Linked DNA regions of Sus scrofa: region 2 is linked to region 1. Evidence: chromatin contacts called from public Hi-C data. All regions are on one chromosome and are shown on one strand. Each heading gives the region's core, a stretch centred on a gene start, on an enhancer-like site or on the middle of the called end of the contact. The rest is flanking DNA. Distances are from core to core; before and after follow the strand shown. Region 1 has its middle 120 kb from the start of MDM1. Region 2 has its middle 54 kb from the start of RAP1B.

What was found. A called contact is a pair of places that touch in the nucleus more often than the background predicts.
Region 2: a contact with region 1 is called in a Hi-C map of liver, with 1.9 times the contacts expected there. The contact joins two enhancer-like sites. A contact is called at or near these places in 3 of 47 Hi-C or Micro-C datasets (blood and liver) and 2 of 2 datasets of contacts at active chromatin or transcription factors (alveolar macrophages and skeletal muscle).

What each region holds. Positions count from the first base shown.
Region 1 is chr5:32,789,910-32,792,674 of Sscrofa11.1, forward strand. No RefSeq gene overlaps it. Among named protein-coding and RNA genes, the nearest start is that of MDM1, 120 kb to the left of the region's middle. Within about 2 kb of position 1,457, at least 3 of the 83 cell types and tissues checked have an H3K27ac peak or open chromatin away from gene starts, as enhancers often do. A contact at or near this core is called in liver, where this site is marked.
Region 2 is chr5:32,855,110-32,857,826 of Sscrofa11.1, forward strand. No RefSeq gene overlaps it. Among named protein-coding and RNA genes, the nearest start is that of RAP1B, 54 kb to the right of the region's middle. Within about 2 kb of position 1,357, at least 24 of the 83 cell types and tissues checked have an H3K27ac peak or open chromatin away from gene starts, as enhancers often do. A contact at or near this core is called in liver, where this site is marked.

The sequences.
Region 1 (2,765 bases), core at 207-2,706:
CCAACTGATCACCATCCTGTATGGCAGCAAGTTCCCAAGATTCCTTTGGAGATGAAGGAGCCATTGGCTCTCTAAATACGCCAGGTGTCTCTTCTCCAGATTCACTTCTGCAAAGAGCATCAAAATGTTGGCTCCATGGGGGGCATCAATTGTTGTCTTCATTACTACCAGCAACTTGGATAGTGTCCAGTATTTAATTCATGCTCTCAAATTGGTTTGAATCTTAGACCCCCCACTTGTAAGCTGTGATTTTAGGCAACTGACTTAACCTCTCCAATTCTCAGTTTTCTCATCTGTAAGCTGGAATAATAATAGTAAATACTCACAAGGTTATCACAAATACTACTTTAAAGACTCCAGTTAAAGCATTATCACTATTTCAATAAGCACTTGATATATTTTTTTTAATTAGTTGCCTGTGTCATTACCTCTGCCTAGAATCTCTTCTTCCCATCCTCTTCTTTATTTCCTGACTGGTTCCTTTTTTAGGGTCTTAGCTCAAACATGGCTTCCTCTCTGCAGCCTTCAAAACCAAAAGTATTTTCCCAAAATTAGTTGCTTTCACAAATCCATTTTAGTAAAGATTCTTTAGGAGTTGATTATACTGATCCACAAAATAAGACAGCCCTGGAGTTTCCAACATGGATCAGTGGTTAACAAACCCAATTTGTATCCATGAAGACGTAGGTTCAATCCCTGGCCTTGCTCATTGGGTTAAGGATCTGGCATTGCCATGAGCTGTGGTGTTAAGTCATAGATGCAGCTCGGATCATGCATTGCTATGGCTGTGGTATAGGCCAGAAGCTCTGGCTCTGATTCGACCTCTAGCCTAGGAACCTGCATATACCATGGGTGTGGCCCTAAATAGACAAAAAAAAAAAAAAAAAAAAAAAGAAGACAGCCCTTTCACACTATAACTCCTGGTTTCTGTCACCTCATTAGAATAAAAGATACTTCTGTCACTCTTATCACTTAGGAAATCCTAACAGTTTTAGGGGCTCTGTGCCAGGAACCAGGGACAAAAGCCAAATATCTTTCTTTTTTACCGCAGTGACTTAATTATTACATCAGTTGAGGATGCTTTGGGCTACAAGTGAGAACACGCCTAACTCACAGTGGTTTTGAAAGGAACGATTTAAGGTTTCACAAGCAAGAAATCTGGAGACCTTTCTTTGCTAGTGCTGGCTCATAGTTAAGCGCAGGCAGAGCTCAGGGGCATGGCTATAATTCCGTTCATCTCTTTTTCAGTGGCAAGAGGCCTACAAATGCTCAAACATTAGATCCTCATCCAGTGGGTCTCAAGAGCAGGAAATAGGCTGCAGAGAGTAGCAAAGAGTTTCTGCTTTCCCTCTTTGTCTGATCAAGTGGAAAATTTCTCCCAGAACCCCCCAGTATTTACTCATTGATTGGTTCACTCACTCAACAAATATTTAGTGGCTGTTATACACTAGGCACATGAGGTACATCAATGAACAAAGTGAACAAACATCCCTGTCTTCACAAAGTACACATTCCAGGAGCATACAGAAACAACAACAAAAAATAATACTTAAAAAGTTAATTAAGGAGTTTCTGTTGTGGCTCAGCAAGTTATGAACCCAATTAGTATCCATGAGGATGCAGGTTCGATCCCTGGCCTCGCTTAGTGGGTTAAAGGATCCACTGCTGCTGTGAGCTGTGGTGTAGGTCACAGATGAGGGTTGGACCTAGTGTTGCTGTGGCTGTGGCACAGGTGGGCAGTGCAGCTCCTATCCATCCCCCTAGCCTGGGAACTTACATATGCTGCAGGTGCAGCCCTAAAAAAAATTTTTTTTAAAGTTAACTAAATAGCATGTGAGAAAGGAACATGTGCTATGAATAAAAGAGAAATTAGAGCAGAGTAAGAGGGACCGGGAATGCATTTAAATTAGGTGGCCAAGGAGCTCATGAGAAGGGAACATTTGAACCACGTCTTGAAAGAGGCAGGGGGCTGTGTGTAGGGAAAAGCATGTGAGACAGAGTAGAGACCTGGGTCTTGCTGATACACCATAGGCACCTTTCTAAGTTGACTAATACCCTAGAGCAGTGGAGCACAATGATTCAGAGCATGTCACATCAGCATCAGACTGCCTGGCTACCTAGCATGGCTTAACGACTTTGTGCCTTAATTTTTCTCGTCTGGAAAATGGGAAAGATGACAATACCAGTACCTAATCAGGCTTGTGACGATACATAAAAATCACTGAAAACAATAGTAGACCCATCGGTGTACTTACTTGTTAATTACCTGGTATTAGCTAGCTGTTATTAAGCAATTTGCCAGCTCACCTAGAGATTTGCTGTATTTGCCCTGGCTGCTGCAGCAAAAACTTCAAATCTGCAAACGCAAAATTATTAGTTCCCTTAACACTGAATTCTGGGAGGTTGGTGGGCTCTGCCTTCCAGCAACCCTTGACAGATGAATTACTCTGCAGCCTTCATAACTCTAGGGACAGGCTCACTACTTTTTTTTTAAGATGATGGGAATTGATTTTTATCTTTAATTTTTGCTTACAAATAATTCATCTGTTATGAGAAAAATAACAAGCTCCAAGGGGAAAATGCAGGCACCAGTCTGTTCCCGTACTGTGTTGAATCAAAGGATAAGAATTACTTACCACCAATATACTTAATAAGAAATAATCTGCAAGTTATAATTTCAAGTTAGACTATAAATTGAGCCCTAGCTCTATCCATAGAGGTGTTCATCTAAAATTCAGTTAAATACCGTCTCATTAGCCTGTCAT
Region 2 (2,717 bases), core at 107-2,606, 65 kb after region 1:
CCTGCTGAGCCAAAAGGGAACTCCCCATTTATTATTTTTATAATCAAAAAGCCCTAAGACACTGTGAACTATGATCAAACATATGTTTGTCTATTGGTTTACACTATGACCCTCTAGATTTGATGCTAGAACAGATATAATAACCATGTGCAAAGGGACCCAGCTGTTGGTGCATCTTCATCTGCAGCCTGAGTAATGAAGAGTCCCTTGGGAATATTATATAACCAGTCTACCTGGTTCTGAATTTATCCCTTATTCTCCAGGATTTTGAATTGACTTTGAAAAACTGATGTTGTTGGATGTTTATGAAATATAAGACTGGGATTTTAAAGTTCTTTGATATTCTACTCAAATATTTTCCATCGGCCAGCCTCTTAAATTAACATTATTTTGAAGTCTAGCCAGTTCAAAGACTACAAAATCAACTATGATGCTTGGTGTTTGTCACGTCACGTTTCCACAAACCTATCCATGAAGAAGTTTAAAACACACAGTAGCTTTCCACCCATGACATCAGTATCACAAAGTGGTGATTCTGCCCAGAATGTAGCTGGTTTAACCAAGATGCCATGAAGGACTCCCTTATTCCTTCAGTAAACTCATCTAAATCTGTGTCTAGAGACCTCCCCTAATTTCTACAAAAATTCCGAACACTTCTTCACAGAGGCTTTTTTCTGCCTCTACTCTTGAATCCACAGAAGTTAACCCTCGTTCTACTCAGTTAATCTAGACACAAGCTCCAGCCTTTACACCTTTCAATTAAGAAAGAAAGAGAGAGAGAAAGAAAGACTCACACCAAATTTTTCATCAGTTCAGTAATTTCAGCGAAGATGTGTGCAGGAGGGAAGGGAAGGAAGAGTTACGTGGGCAGAGGGCAAGCTGGTTGCTGCCCTCTCATTGGCTGCAGCCCCTCCCCTGTCTCTCCAGATGCTGCACTGGGAAGTTACTGCCAAATTGCTCCCTTTGTCTCAGAAACATTCCGCCCACACCCTAGCCCCTCCGGGGCTCTCTTCTACTCTCCCAGCTCTTATCAGGGTATTTTTCAAAGTAAACACATTTCCCTTTCTGAGGGGAGTCCTGGTGCCCCACTGCCTTGTTACACGTGATGCACCAATTTTCATATTGGAGCTGCTTGCAGTGTTGCAATGGACAGCAGGAGGTTCCGTGTATTTTAGAGTTTGGTGAGCTCCATTTTTACCAAAAATAAAATAGTTTAAAAACAAAGTCGAGCCACAGGAAGGGATGCTTGGAGGGAAGGAACTAACAAGTGGTTTTCTACATTCGCTCAAAGGGAAGGCTGTTGATCTGTGAGGTTTGTCACTGCTGGCTTCCGAAGCCAAGGTACTTAAAAGAACAGGCATTTTCACTTTCTATAGGACTGTATTTTGCTGCAAACTGTAACCATGCATAATGAGCTTTTGATGCATTTCCTTTAAGTTAGTTGGTGTAATCATAGGGTTTTGCATTTTCTGATCCTCCCCTCTTAATTGAGGGATTGCCACACACAAGATGACATCACAAATTCCTTAGTTTCATTAGAAACAGCCCCTGCTCTGTCCACTTAGGTTAGGTTGTGAGAATTGCTTTTCTAAAAGAAATACATTTATCTGAAAGCCACAGAAAATATAGGGTAGGCTTTGAAACAGCAGGAATTAGTGCCTTCAGGATACTTCATTTATATGGCATAATGAAATTTGATTCCTTTGAAATTGACAAGTAAATGTAAGTCAAGGAAAAACTGACGGTCATTTTTTATGGAAACGTTTCATGGGGGTTTTAGTTTTCACATCATTACATGTTCTTTGGCAAAGTTGGTAATGAGCATGTAACCTGCTTCATGCAATTAAAAGGAGTATAACAGTTAATTTGGGGGCAAGGTTATTATTTGAATATTTATGCATAATTATTATAAACAAATGCCCATAGAATTAATTTATCTGGGCCTATATATACATATTCAAGTCCCCCTCTATTCCTTCTTGCCCCCTGCTTGGTAATTTGACTCACTTTAATTATGTTTTACCATCACATTGCTTCTTAATAAGATAGTCATTTCTGGCTATCTCTGCAATGAAATGCCGTTCATGGAGTTTCATCTGCACTAAAAGATTTCTTCAGTCAGTACCACAGAATTATTTGTCCCAGATGGATAGTGGAGAATTGTACTGTTTCTAAAGCAGTTCTCCTTTGCAAATGCCCAATTTACAAAGCCTTTCAAGGATATTAATGTAAATAGCCATGACTCTTCTAATCAATTTTCCCTCTGCCTGTGTTTGACCACCGCATGGAAAAGCAGGTGATGAGAATGTAATCCAAAAGAAACATAAATGACTATTTTTTCAGAAAAGTTGTTTAGGACTTCAACTGTCTGATTTCCACAGCTGTGAATCTCTTCATGTGCCCAGGGACCCTACCACCTCCATAAAAATCAGGCTCCCAGGGAAGACCACAGAATGGTAGTATCCGATCTACCTAAGTGCATGTTCAAAAAATAAGGTGACATTTAGATGTGTAGGATATGCTTATGAGAAATACACCATGAATTTATGTTTAAGGCAGTGGAGCATCATCCTGACACCTGGCATTAACCGAAAGGAGAATATGCAGATTAAAAAGGCATGTTTTCCAGAAGCCTGAGGGCCAGTTGCAACACACTGAGTTTTGTCAAAATGTGGATTCCAGAGTTCCCACTGTGGGCAAGGGTTCGATCCCTGGCC